2 separate regions of the Urocitellus parryii genome follow, and region 2 is linked to region 1. The links are chromatin contacts, called in public Hi-C maps. All regions are on one chromosome and are shown on one strand. The core of a region is the stretch at or near the end of the contact, and the rest is flanking DNA. Distances in the headings are between cores, read along the strand shown.

Region 1 (7,504 bases), core at 1,566-4,065:
GTTGCTTGATAGCCAGTGTCTCAAAAACTGCCATTTTATACAGTTAGTTTTCTGTTTGTTTCAGACAGGAGGGTAAATTTGGCTGGTCCCTGTCAATATCTGAATTTTAAAAACTGAACACAGAGTCAGAAGGTAGTTAATTTGCTTCCGATAAATACACTGAGTTGCTAGTAGAGCCAGGGCTGAAATTAAGGCACCAAGTGAAGAGCTGGTGATTTTCCCTATGTGACAATTTCCCTCATGTAATTAGTTTATCCCTTAAAACCTTATAGTTTATTTTTATTTATTTATTTATTTTTTTGCTGGAAATACTTAGATTACATACCCCTGCCTTCTTGAACAGCATATTGAACATATTTAAACTTTGTCATTATTGACTTTATTTATGGTATTCTGCCATGGTTATTAATCCTATCTCACCCAAATCCCTATTTTGTAAAATATTCTTTAATGCTCTTATATTGAAGATTCTGAGTCCTTCTCAATCATCAGACCTCTACACTCTGACTCTGCCCTTTAGGGCTGACCTTTTTTGGAGGTTTGGATAATGGGAGACCCCAGCAGGGAAAAGTTGAGTGATATTTCTCCAGTTCCCTCCTTTCCAGGATACAGTTTGGCAGAAGCTGTGAATTTTACCAAGGGTCAGAGCTCCTCTCACAGCTCTAAGCTTTCACAGGGTTCTGGGAACATTTTTTTCCCTCTTCAGCTAGATGGGGTGGTAATAATGGCTTCCCACTGTAGATAGCATCAGAGTACTTCAGTATCTGGCTGGCTTCCCTTCATTCCATGTAAATTGTCGATATCTTTTCCTTTAGGATCACAACTTGCATATGTAAGAGTGATTTCTTTCTTGCCTTTTAAAATGAGTTGGGGGCAGTAGGCATTTTTCATCTTAATGCATTTATTGAGCACTGACTCTGTGCCAGATAGTGTTCTGTTCTTTGAGAAGACAATGGTGAATGACAAGGGGATATGGTTAAAAGGTAACTTCAATGATAAATGTTCCAACTATGTGCCAGATAGTGTTCTGTTCTTTGAGAAGACAGTGGTGAATAAAGAGTATGTGGTTAAAAGGTAACTTCAGTGATAAATGCCCCCATTCCCTAATCAGTCCTTCTGCGGAGAACTAAAGATAGAAGCACCTTCAATTAGGCAGTTTGGGAAGGAAGGCCTTTCAGACAAGAGGCTGAAGACCTGGAGACCTTGACCTGAAGGATAAGGAGGAACTTGCTATTCAAAGATTAGGGAGGAGGATAATCCAGAAGGCAAGGTAGCAGGGAAGAGCAAAGGCCCAACGGCCTAATGAGCTTGGTTTGTTCAATACACAGAAGCCTCTGGAATACAGTGAATAGTACAGGCACTAACATTAACATAGGTTTCTTTTTTTAATAAGGACAATTTACATGTTTTTATAGTAAGAATGAATACTAACTTGTAATATGATGTTAGTCCCTTTAATGAGTAGATGATCAAGTTTGCTTAACAGGTACTTCACAGATTATTTATTGACCATACACTCAATTTTATCATAAGGCCAAGACTGTATAACCATCCAACCATAACCCCAATTTATGCAAGGCCACAGCTACAAAGTTGCAGATGTGAGATGCCAACCACCTTCTGTTTCTTATCAAGCAATTTCTAGGGTACCTTTGCCCTCAAGGAAGCAGGAGGAACCTGTTAGCTGTAGGCTTCAACAGTTTTAAGAGAGAAGTAATCCATCTGCAAAAAAATAAGATATCCAGAAAAATGAGAAAGAAGAGAGGTACATCTTTTTCTAAAAGACAATCTCAGAGTTGTCCAAATTACAAAGATCTAATACACTAGTGGTGGTTAATTGGATACCAGAGGAGTTGCTTGGGACCCATTTTGGGCTATAAATGTGCCTGATAGAACTGCCAGCAAGCAGAAAGCCTTCCTCTCCTCTCCTGCCAAGACTGGGCCACTTCTGCAAGTAAGTTTTATTCTCTTCTCTGGACACAACTGTATCTAGAGCTTTTCTGCCTTAACGCCATGATGTAAATATGCAGCACGATGGCAGTTCAGGTTAAATATGACACATATTAGATGATTATTTTTGGCTGAGTTATGTTTCTACCGCAAAATTAAGTCATCGAGTTCAGAAGCTGGAGTTCCTTTCCACATCTTTTCCCATTTGTTATATAGTCTGTTCTCAACTAACTTCTCCCTTTGGGTCAGAAACAAAGTCTTCTCATCTTGTTTCTAGCACCATACCTAACCTATAATACATGGTGAGAGAATTAAGATTCTAACAGGCATCTTTCTCTTTGTCTCAATCTGGGTTCTGACTGTGTCTCTAAATGCCAATCTGCAGACGTCTTTTTTGGCCGCCAAGCGGCGCTAAGCCACCATCTAGGACCGAACCACTGTTTTCCTCAGGATTTGGAGTTTGAACTTTTATTTAAAAAGTGTCCGAAAGGTTAAATCACAAAAGTTTAGGTGAATGCTCCCAAGGCACAATTGGCGCTCCAAAATGAGTGGGCTGCAGAAGACGCACTGACTCTCTGGACGCATGTCGTACTTTTGGGGATCGCTGTGGAGACCATGGCCTGGAAGTCACAAAGGCGCTCACGCTGGGATGTATGTAACCCGGCGCCCGGGCCAGGTGAGGGCTGAGGGCGCGCGGCGCACTGGGTCAGTCTGGCTCACCCGAATAGCTCTCAAGAGCTGACTCCCTTCTCGCCCCCGCCCCTCGCCGAGGGAGAACGACCAGGCCGCTCCTCCCCTGGGTGGGTCCCGGCTCCTTTTCTGGCAGGGTCTATTTGCATAGAGGAAACTGTCCGAAGTGGCCGCTGTGGAGGAGCTGGCGAGGAGAAGGGGGCGTGCGCCGCGATCCGCTACTACCCGAAGGCCAAGCCCCGCGCTGGGACGTCCTCGTGCCTCGGGCTCTCCTGTGCGCTCAGTCTGCTGCCCCAGTTCTGCGTGGTACCCTCGGAGAGCCCTCGTGCGTCAAGCACGCCATGAGTCTAGGCGAGCGCGCCGGTGGTGGCGGGAGCTGCGACGACGCGCAGAAGAGCAGCCCCGCTGGGAGCGGAGGCGGAGGGCGCCCCGCGACGACCGCCGGGTCGCGGGCGGTGAGCGCGTTGTGCCTGCTGCTCTCCGTGGGCTCGGCGGCCGCCTGCCTGCTGCTGGGCGCCCAGGCAGCCGCGCTGCAGGGCCGGGTGTCGGCGCTCGAGGAAGAGCGGGAGCTCCTGCGGCGCTCGGGGCCGCCGGGCACCCTGGACGCCTGGGCCGAGCCGCACCTGGAGCGTCTGCTGCGCGAGGTGAGGCGCTCGGGAGCGGGGCAGGGGTGGTCCCACCGGAATCCGGGGACGGGGGAGCTGGGGGAAGGTCAGTGCTCCGAGAGCCAGGGGCGGCGTGTCTGTTGCCCTGGGGAGGGGTCGCCCTGGGGCTGGGCGCTGTAGAGGACATCTAGGAGGCCCACACCAGGATGGAGACTGGGGCTGCCGACCCAGAGTGGTCCTGCTGTCTTTGCTCCCTCCTCAGAATCTTCTGCCAGGGTTTGCGGATAGGGGGAAAGAAAGCCAAAAGAACCATTTAGGGGAACAGCAGGAGAAGGGAAAATTAAGACCACAGACTTGGAGTAACTGTCCTGGGAGCTGGTCTTCTCAGTTGTGTGCACTAGGACACAGTACTTCCCGCCTGCGGTGGAGAGCCCCAGTTAATGACAAGGCTCACGCTGGAAGTGTCCGCAGACTCTAGTTCCCATCACTGGTCTACCTGAAGCAGCCGGTGGCCACAGTAGAGGGAAACTTAAGACAAGCTTCAGGGTCTTGGAGGGGTCGCATTAGTCCTAGGTGCTAACTAAAGTTTGGAAACTAAAGTTTGGAAGCAGCTCCATCCTGGATATGCTATGCCCCCAGGCTGCCGTGACTGAGCGCGGTGTCCACATTAGCTGGGTAGGTTGAGGGGAAGTAAAAACAAGGCCCGACATCTACATTCTGGTTTCGAGTGATGCCACCTGAGCAGTGGGGACGCATCGCATCCTGAGTTGTCACACCTGCAATGCGAATTTGATCCATCCCCCAACTCCAGGTTGGTAATGTCCTGTGAGTCTCTGAGATTCATCTAAAGAGTTAGGATTGCTGTCTTCAGAGCAGGAGCCACATTTGGGACCTCAAAGTTGGTTTTAGTTTCCGGGTTTGGTGCATTAGTTCTCCCCATAGAACAGGAACAGGCACCAATGCACTGGCCAGAGCTGCTTTTGGCCTTGCCATCTCCCCTGCCTGAGTGGACTCTTCCTCTTGGGAAGGGTGGCTACCCAAGATCCCAAAGGACATCCTCAAGTGCTGTAGGAAATGAGGCAAGTGTTTCATGGTAGAGGACAGGGAGGGCAGGCCTGTTACCACCAATTCCCTAAACCATAGCCTACTGTGATCCTTACTAATATGTCACACTGTGGAGAGCTGGAGGTGTAGCTTGATGGTAGAGTGCTTCTTTAGCATGAGCGAGGCCCTGGGTTCCATCCACACCACCAAACATATATTGCACTCTGTATCCATTGTCAAGTTAATCTGGCATCGTAGGGAGAATGGAAGAACACATATCATACCTCCTTGTTCACCACACCTATTTCTTAGTCACTTTAAGCCAGTTTTACATCTCTTTTACTTGATTCTGGGCAAAATTGCTGTTTCCTAAAATGATTTCCTCTCTTCCCCCTTGAAAGTGCCTACAGACTTCAAAAATTTCCCCGAACCCTGCTGGCAACTCCTGGCAATGGTTTTATAATTGCTGTCTATTATCTTTTGGCAAATCCCTAGAGACCAGGGTGTTGAATTGATTTATGGAGGGCCCGTAAAGTTTCTACCTGTGAAGGCTATAACTACAGCTGTTCTTTCTACCATGAGGCCCTGCGGACTTAGTAAAAATAAACCACAAGCCCTTATTGAGTAAATCAGAAGGCCTGGTAAAACCTTAAGAGGAACTTAACAAATTATGTCTGTACTAATAGGGATGGGGGGTCTTGGGAAAGTAGCCACTGCTCAGAAATGTTGATTCTTTAGTCCTGAACTTCAGCGGGAAAAGACTACTTCATTACACTTCTGCCAGAATGTCACTTAGGTGGACTGTGGTGATTGAATAATGATTTAGAGGACAGAGATGGTTTAGTGGACAGAGCTCAGCTGCCCTCTCCTCCTCCTCCTTCTCCTCTCCCTCCTCCTTCTTTCTCCACCTACTATCCCCTCCCCTTCTCTCCTCCCTTTCTTCCTTTCTTTCTTCCCCCCCCCCTCTACCACTCTTGATTAGAAAGGCAAAGGGAAATTTTAGAATCCTGAGATTCCCACTCAAGATTTTGCTATACCCTTGGACACATCATACTACTAACTATGCAGAGTTCAGTATCTGGGATACTTGTGTTGTGCTTGCCCACCTTGCCCTGCCAGTGGAGAGTCAGAGATGGCTTCATGTGGATGCCAGTTGGTATTGAGCTTCTGGTTGTTGAGGTGTCCCCCATGAGTGGGCATCTCTCTTTCTGGACATCAATCAATTCTTGCTACTAGCTATGCTTCTTGTAAATGTTGCTGGATGGGAAATGTATACAGCTTCATGACAGTGAGTTCCCTGGCTGAGATGAGGGTACAGTGAGAGGCCCATTATGGGGAACCAGTAATTGGCTTTAAATAGATGTGTAGTTAATTCTTTGAACCGCTAGATACAAAGGATAACTAAATATCAAACTGAAAATCTGTAAGGGAAGAATGTTTGTACTTGAACTTTTTTTTTTGTTTCTAAGCTCAGATTTGTTCTCAGTGGAGCCTCTTCTAAGTCAGTGCCGAAGCGATTATGTGTGAAGGTGCCTGTGGCTTGTCTTTTACCAACAAACTCATTTTCAGAGTATCAAAGGCAGAAACCCTGCCCAAATTTAAAAAAAATCCTTGCCAACCACACACAACTTTAATGTCAGGAAAAAGAAAAGAAAGCCAACAAAAGCCACTGTTAGGAGGAGACCCACTCTCCTTGTTCCCTTGGGAACAGAACTGTGACATAAATTTTTCTGGGACTGGCTGATGTGCCTGATAATGTAGATACAGAAGCTACAGAAAAGAAATATTCTTGTTATTGCTTGATTATTAAAGACCCTTCCCATGGAAAAAAGGGAATAAATAGTTTTTAGGATATAAACACAAAATTTCTGAGCAAGACCCATTCCTGATAGTGTCTTTAGTGTAATTTGAAAATATGGATATAAAACAAACATTTGATATTTCACTATGAAAGTGCTGGTAAGTAGGTTGCCTAATTAATCAGTCTTCTAGTTACTGTGTTACAAAACTAACACAAAAAGTGTTACAAAAGCTTACGCTTTAAAGTGCATAGCTTTTATATGACAGTAAAAAAAAATTTAATGCAAGGATTAAAGAAATATTTAGTTGTATTCAGAGGAGACTATTTCCAGCTTACAATGGATTTATTGTTGGCTGTTGGCCTTCCATTGTCCAGACCAATCAGTTTGAAAACAAGAAAAGCCCAGAGACTGGGAATAAAATAAAAGTGCTTTCCTTCCCTACAACTATGTATATTAGTGAAGTTTCTATCAAACTCAAAATCAGTTGTAGCCTTTCCAGCCTTTGTAGCAGTGTATCTACTTGTCAGGACAGCTCTGTGGTGTCCATTCTAATAAAGATGACTATTTTTTAATCCCTGCACAACTAGACATAGAATGTAAATCATAACTACTTTTGTTTCTTTGGCATTTCTTGGCTCCCAAACCAAAAGAAAAAAAGAAAAAAAAAGTTTCCTTCCAATTACTTTCTGGCATGCTTACTTTCTCTCTCCACTCTTTTCTTGCCTTAAATTTTTTTTTTTTATTTTAAAGGCCACAGTTTGGAAGAGCTTTATAATAATAGCAGCATGTGTAGAACAGGCCAACTGTTGGTGTGTTCTTTTCAGTTTTTGGAATTTTTGAGTTGGATGTTTCCACATTGGCTCTGAAGATTCAAGGCACAGCTCCTGAACCAGGGGACACTGTGAGCTGAGTGAATTCCTAACCAGGAGGCAGAGCAGGGCAGAGCAGATGCAGCTTCTCATCAGCTGGGGAGAGTTTCAGATCTGTCCCACTAGTTAGAGCTGTCATCCAGCCTCTTCAGCTTCCTGAGCCTCAGCTTCCTCCTCTATATGGTGGTTACCAGTCGTCACTGGTATTTCATTATAGTAATGGGAAATGAACTAGTACAGTCAATGTATATACTTTTGATGGCAGGTAATGGAATATCTGAGTGTGGTTGCTTAAACATGACAGTCACTGAATTGTATAAGAAAAGCCTGGAAGAAAGTCAAGATATCTTGGGTTAGTTCAATGACTTGGTCACACCCGGGTGACAGATTGCATCTGCCATTCTCTTGTCCTTTCCTCATGAATGCAAGATGGCTGCTGTAGCTCCACACATGTGTCTTTAAACCAGAATAGCCAAGGTTGGGAAGGGACAAAGGAAAAAGCTTTTTGTGAAACTTTTTCTTTTATTTAAATCAGGGGGAAAAA
Region 2 (7,504 bases), core at 1,770-4,269, 360 kb after region 1:
AGTTCCCCCCATACCACAAGACCCCAAATGTATGCCCTCCTTGCTAAGCACAGCAGCCCAGTCATACTCAGGGTGAGGAAGGAGGAATATGTCAAGTCCCTATCTTTGACCTCTTCAGGAGCTGGTAATAAGTAGCAGGCCGTGCTGCTTAGCCAGTCTACTGGCTCACCAGGGAAGCCAGAAGTAGGAAAAGGAGGAGAAACACAGTGAACTTGATGACTGGTGGAAACTTCTGGGTGTCAATGCCTCCTTTTGAGTCCCCATAACCTACTAAATCTACGCTTGACAGTTAGCAATTCACTCCTCCCTCCAACCAGGAACTTCACTTGATATCCTCCCTAGACTTGTGAGGGATGGGGCTTATGAGGTAGGTGACACTAGGTCCATTTTCCATATGGGAAAACTGAGTATCAGAGGGGACTCTCACCTGCCCAGGGATGCACTGCCAAGATGGAGTGGCAGGCTTGGACCCAGGCTCTTGGGTATTCTCCAATTGTCTTTAGCAGGAATGGAAAATGCTAGGCATCCCCATGATACTGGGTGGCTGACAGGTAGATCTTTGTGGGGATAGAAGCCACTTTTTTTTTCCCTCAGACAACTAAGGGGGTCAATTTACTACCCCATTGGACTGGATGGGACCATTTTTGGCTCGTTGCTGCCCTCTTGTGTCCCCATTCCTCCTATCCTCCAGTATACAAACTCAACTGCCAACATCAGTATGTAGAACCTGCTGAGTCAGCTCGGGTGAAGGAGGAGAGGCTGTGGGAGACTGAATGACTAGTTCAAGGTCCCAGCTGAGACACTGCAGAGCGCCTTGCCTCACTGCTGAGCCTCAAGGACTGAGAAGGGGGCTTCAGGGCTCCCTGCCAAGAAGGGCAGCTCTGCTTCAATCTTTTCTCTTCCAAAAGACAGAAAAGCATATTTACTGAGAGCTAAACTAACAGCAAGGACCACTATACCCTTTTCCAGATGAATCTGAGGCCTGGGAGAGGGGGGCTTACCCAGTTTATTTCCTCCTCATCCCTATGATACCACTAGAAATGCAGGGGAGGCTTTGGATTGTCACAATTATTGGAGACCATTCCTGACATTCAGTAAGCAGAGCCAGGGACAGCAAACATTTGAAATGCACAGGACAGTTCTGCCCAACAATGAATTCATTGCCCAACAATGAATCATCTCACTAAGAATGCCAGTTGAGAAACACAGGTTCAAGTCTTGGCTCAGCCCCTTCCTCCCATCCCATGCCCTCTTGCTTCCAGTGTAGCTTTGGAGGACACACATGGGATAACGGATGGGAAAATGCTTAGCATGGGCCAGAGGCAGAAAGGAATGGACTTCTTCTGAGCAGGGAGAGAGTGAAGCTATAGATAGATCATCTGAACCAGGAAATGTCCCAGTCTGGTCTGACCTTCAACTGTATCAGCCCCTGACCCTAGATAACCAGGGGCAGGTAAGATGTTCACTGATCCTGGGTACAGCCTTCTTGCCCTCTGCCCCATGGCAGGAAAGCCCCTGAGCCAACCTGACTGCTCTGAGCTGCCCTAGGCTATGCCTGTGGCTGGATGTTAGGCTGTAAGACAACACTGAAGATGGAAATCAGGCAGGACTTTCTCTCCTCTCTCCCTTCCTCCCCCCACCCCACCCACCACACACACCCACACATACACACACACACACAAAAAAAAAAAAATTAAAAGCTGAAACTGCAGGGCATAGAGGAACATGGGTCTCTCCAGCAAAGAGGAGGAGCCAGTACATTGAGAAAACCATTGACCGCAGTCCCATTCACACACACAAGGGGCCTTGACCCTCAAAAAAAGAAGTACATGCCATTAACAATTAACCTCTCATGGTTAATTTTAGAATTTTTTCAAGAATTGTGTACAGTTACAAATAAGAAACTCAGTTCAGGAAGATGACAAAGTTCTGTGGGTGGATGGTGGCGACGGTTATACAACAATGGGAATGGACTTACTGTCACAGAATTGTACCGTTAAAATGGCTAAAATGGTAAAGTTTGTTATGTGTATTTTACCACAATAAAAAACATAAGGAATAAAAGAATATAAGAATGTTATTTAATAAATGCCTTAAGCAGTCTACAATTTTATGAGGAAAAGAAGAAATCAGCAATCAGGAAGCCAAGCAGAGAGCTGGGAATCATGAGAAGATAGATACACACCAGCAAGGGTAAGTGTAAGCCTTCCTTCCCAGCGTCCTCAGGAGGCAGTCCAAAGTTCTTCCTTGTTCTAAGGTTCAAGGCAGGAAGTCTTCGTGCCCCCAGGAAGAGGAAGAACCTCTCTGCTCTCCAGGCTTCCAATCCCTTGGAGATCTTTTCTTCTCACTCCCTGAAACTGGAGTCAAGCCTTTAGCAAAGGCCTTTCCCTTCCTGGGTCTCAGTTTCCTGGACAATATAACACAGCTCAGGAGACTTCCCAACTCTCTTCCAGTCTAAACACTGAATCCTCTCAAATTCACCCCGCCTGGACTCCAGCAGGAATCAGGTCCAGCCCTTAGTTAGCCCCAGTAATGCCCCTTGTGCCCTGCTTTCCTGCTGCTCCTGCAGGAGCTGGAGAGGCCTGTCTTCTACTCTGCCGCCCCTGGTGCATACCAGGCCCCAGGTGGATATCATTTGCACATTTTTCATTTAATCCTCACACTGCATCATTTTTTATGCACGGAGATGGCAACTCGTCCAAGCGTAGCCTGCCAGGGTTGAGTGCTGCTCAATCGGGCGCTGGGAACAGCGGCGGGATCACCTGGGGACACTTCTTCCGGGCAAGGGGAGACAACGCACGGGTATGTGAAGCGGGTACGCCAAAAGCGCGTCCCGGAACCAAAGCCAGGACAGCACTCGGCAGGGCGGACGCAAACCCGGCCCGGCGGGAGAAGGACAAGGAATGACTCGCTAGCCGGAAGCCTGCGAAGCTCGTTTGCCAAAATGAAAGAACTAAAGCGAAGTGGGCCACTTGGGGGCGGGGCCTGAGATGCAAACTTGAGGCCAAAGTCTCGGGGGAGTCATGGGCGGGGCCGGGGCGGGGCCCTAGATTCCAAGCGCGCGCGGCCCAGTCTCTCGGCGCTGCGTCTCTGCACCGACTGACAGCGCAGCGCCATGGCCACCGATCAGCGAGCCAAGGCCGACACTCTGTCCCTGCGGCAGCGGCTCCTCAGGTACCTAGGCGCGCGCACGCACGACGCACTCACGCACGACGCGCACGCGCCTCCGGCACAGAGCCCGCGACTTCCCATCCCTTCCCGGCCTTATCCGGGCCGCAACCCCGCGTGTTCTGAAGCTCTGCAGTCCTGGGCAGGCGGTTCCCGCAGCTGCTTCCTCGCAGCGGCTTCCCGCTGGCTCCTGGGCCCACCCTGAGGCTCGGGAACCGATGTCACCCGCCCCGCAGCTCTCGCCACGGGCGCCTGGGGAGGACAGCCTTTGCCCTAGCATCTGGGCGGACCTCGCCCACTAGTGGCCCTTCAGCACGACCAGGGCCTGACTTGAGAGTGATCCTGGGAGGGCTGAAAGTTCAGACCGAGGGTTGGGTGGGGAGTCCTTCACAGCGTTAGAGGAAGTAGGCACTTGACCTGCGAGAGGGGCCCTCAATGGGACATGGCAGGGGAAGAGAAGGCATCCTCCAGCCAGAGCTCAAGACTAGCACACATCTGGGGCAACAGGGCCACTTAACTGGCAAGGAATCTTTAGGGCTGAGAGACAGCTACCTAAGGGTGCCATTCCTTATACAGCCATACAGGGTCCCCGTGGGTCTGACTGGGGCAGCTTCCTTTTCCCAGGATCTGAGCAACTGATGTGGGCACACAGGGAAATGAGCAAGGCCACTGAGGCTTAATATGACTTAAACAATTTTAAGTCTTAGCAACTTCCTGCCCCATCCTTTTCCTTCTTTACTATGGAATGAGGAGCCTGGCAGCAAGGAAAGAGCACTTTGTCCTTAAAGTTTTTGTTCTTTCCAGAAATCAGGAAGAGGTGAGGAGGTAGGTGGTCCCTTCAGGTCTTCAGACATGGCTGTCCACCTCTGGTCTGTCCCCACAGCTCTTCCTGCAGACTTTTTTTCCCTGAGGATCCAGTTAAGATTGTCCGTGGCCAAGGGCAGTACCTGTATGATGAACAAGGGGGAGAATACATCGATTGCATCAACAATGTGGCTCATGGTCAGTATCACCTCAGGCTGGTGGGGCAGGAGAGGAGGCTGAGGCTGTGAATCTGATGCCAGTTGTAGACAGCCTGGCTTGAGCTGAGTCACATCCATGTGCAGAGAACGCCCAGTCTTTGTCAAGTAGCAGTAGAAGTCTCCAGGCAGGAGTCAGAGGTCTAGGTGTGTGGATTCAGTTCCACCTGGGACTGATGATGAGCTCAGAGAGTGACAGCCCAGCCATGACCAGCACTGCAGCACAGCCGTCACCAAGTACAGGGATTATGGCAGGGATTCAGCTACACTGACCATTTCAGGTGCTGGTAAGGAAATTGAAGCAGAAATTCAGTCACTCAGCTAGGACTGCCAGAACTGATGGAAGAAAAGGAGTCCATGAATTAGGAGGCAAAATGGAGGTGAATAAAACAGGTTAAAAGCCAGAGCTCAGGGCTGGAGTTGTAGCTCAGCGGTAGAGGGCTTGCCTCACATGTGTGAGGCACTGGGTTTGATTCTCAGTACCACGTATAAATACATAAATAAAATAAAGGTCTATCAACAACTAAAATATATATATTTTTAAAAAGCCAGGGCTCTAGCTTTTGCTAACTTACCAACTTTGTGATTTTGAACAAGTTTCTTCATTCTCTATACCTATTTGCTCGTCTGCATAATAGACCATGTACTACTAGACATTCACCTCCAAGTGTTCTAGAGAATTATGTGTGTTAACTAACAAAATTTAGTTTTGAATGTGCCTGATGTTAGGCAAGCTCTCAGTGCATGTTCCTTGTTATTATCCTTGGCCTTTGGCAATAAAGATTACCTCCAGCCCCCACCAGCTGGTCAAGTCAAGCCATGTGACAATCACCTCTGATCCTTGCCTCTCAAGGAAAAGGCCTACAGAAGCCTTCTTAAAGGCATAGTTTGTCTAAATAGGATTTCTGCTAGAGAATCTTTTCCTTCTGCTGGAATCCCAGGAACTTCTTTTTAGATCTTCCTTTCCAGATTCATCATCCCCGCCTCCCCCCCTCCCATCTTAAACTCATCTCTTTCCACCTCTCCCTTTGTAACTGCATCTCCCCTGGCTGGGTTTCCAGAATGGGGCTGGGGGAGGCCCAGTGGGACTGGCCGAGTGGAGTCGGCCATTTGATGGAGGTGGCCCTCTTGCAGTCGGGCACTGCCACCCTCTCGTGGTCCAAGCTGCACATGAACAGAACCAGGTGCTCAACACCAACAGCAGATACCTTCACGACAACATCGTGGATTATGCACAGAGGCTGTCGGAGACCCTGCCAGAGAAGCTCTGTGTGTTTTATTTCCTGAATTCCGGGTAAGTGAACTGCAGCCAGCCCCTAGCAAGAGAGTGAGGCACCAAAGAAGAATCACTCACATAGGCACAGCATGGTGTAGGCTTCAGGGAGAGGCTTCTGTGCTTCCTAAGTGTGGATCCTGGTTCTTTTTCTGTTGGATCCAATTTTCTTCTCTTTTAGTAAAGGATGTCATTGCCTCTCTTCCAGGATCATTGTTGGGGCTTGATGAATTAATGTGTTCCTTTATTTCTGCCTTCCATAAGGCCCAAAGACCCCTGCTTAGTAGAAGCAGAAACATCAAATGATTCTTCAAAGAAATATAAAATTACCAAGAAAAGTTATTGTCTGGAGAAAAAGCATATGGTATAATGAGGCCCAAAAATTTGGGGGGACCTGACCTGTTCTGGAAGGTCAGGAAGGTTTCCCTGAGGAAACAATGTTAAGCTAAAAGCTCAGGAGAAAACTAGGGGAAAAGGAAGGAAGGGTGCTTCCTACTCCACCACAAATACTCTTGTCTAGGTCGGTCACCACACGGAACAACTTGTGCAAAGGCCCTGTCATAGGAAGGGGCACAGCATCCTGGCACACTTGAAGAACTGAAAGAGGAAGAGGAAAGGGTGTGAGCTAACTCTGGAGAGGGACCCAGGGCCCATCACCCAAGGACCTTATCCATCAAGTGAGGACACTGTATCCTCAGAGCACTGGGAAGACATCAGAGGGGTTTAGTTAGGGAAGTGATGTCATCAGGGCTGGCAGAAAGCAAGAGTTGACAGGGTTTGGTGCCAATTCAGGGGCCAGGTAAGAGGTGATTGTAGCTTACAATGAGAGTGGCAGTGACAGCAGAATCAGGCAGATGATCATGGCATATCTGAGAAAGAATATTCCAACAATTGTAGGTAGTGGCATTTGGATTATAGTAGTGATTTTTGTTTGTTTTTATGGTGGTATGGAAGCAACCCAGAACCTTATAAATGGTAGACAATCTCTCTACCACTGAGCACTTGCCCAGCCTAGTAATGATGATTATTATTGCCATTGCCATTTATCATTCATCAGTTCCCTGAATTACTTCTAGGAAGTAAAATTTACCATCTTAATTTGACAGATAAGGAAATAGTTCAAAGAAAGGAGCTAAGAAGTGACAGACTAAACTGGAACCCCAGTTGGAAGAGCAGGGAATTGGTGCAGGGTTGGTACTTTCTCAGCAGAGGAGGAAGAGCTATTCCTATTGGCTTATTAACCCACCAAATTCATTCTGTGTAGGTGCCAATGACTTTTATGTTACCAAATCCAGTAATCTTGGCTACCTTTGACTTATCTGTCTTCCAGCAATATTTGACAGAGTGACCGGGCTCTGGAAAATTTTTCCTCTGGTTTCTGGTGCCTTCCTTGTATCCTGCCAGCTTTTCTGGCCACTCCTCCTCTGAATCCTTTATCAATACCTCTTGCTATATTCCTCTGGACTGGTCCTGGGCCATTTTTTCTCTCTGAGTCCTCTTGCTCCATGATCTCATCCATTCCCTCAGTATTAAATATCCGTGTGCTGCTGACTCCCAATTTATATCACAAGCCCAGATGCTTCCCATGTGTTCCAGACTCAAGGTTCTAACTGTTCATTTGACATCTGACAACTTCACATATCCAGAAACAATCAAGACATGTCTTCTGCGACACCTAGTGTGAGACCATTGCACTGGTTCTCCCTGATGTTCCCAGCCACCGACTCCTGGCCTTCCCAGCCCCACCACTGCCATCCTCACATCAGCTCACCTTATAAATGGCATCACTATCCACATCTCTGCTCAAGGCAGAAACGAAATACATGCATTTCTGCTTCAGTCCCATCTTGTCTGTCTCCAAAAAATCCCTTTACTCCAAGCACTTCCCCATCCCCTGCTCTCACCTGGACCTCCTAGGTCTCCTCACTTCCACTTTCATTCCCTTTTGACATATAGCTACAGACTGCCTCCTAAAATGGGATTTGAATCATGTGCTTTCTCTGATTAAAACTCCTCATTGGCTTTGTTGACACTGAAAAGAAAA

What was found. Hi-C and Micro-C count contacts between places; a contact is called where the count stands out from the background.
Region 2: a Hi-C map of liver shows a contact between it and region 1, with 5 times the contacts expected there. The contact joins the promoter of Phykpl here to the promoter of Col23a1 in region 1. A contact is called at or near these places in 2 of 2 Hi-C or Micro-C datasets (liver and muscle).

Annotation. Positions count from the first base shown.
Region 1 is chr1:134,202,465-134,209,968 of mUroPar1.hap1, forward strand. It overlaps Col23a1 (collagen type XXIII alpha 1 chain), which reads left to right and starts at 2,816. Exons shown (of 29, transcript XM_026413108.1): 1 at 2,816-3,284. The coding sequence starts at 2,982.
Region 2 is chr1:134,558,107-134,565,610 of mUroPar1.hap1, forward strand. Phykpl (5-phosphohydroxy-L-lysine phospho-lyase) reads left to right here and starts at 3,020. Exons shown (of 13, transcript XM_026413082.2): 1 at 3,020-3,174; 2 at 4,052-4,170; 3 at 5,322-5,481. The coding sequence starts at 3,116.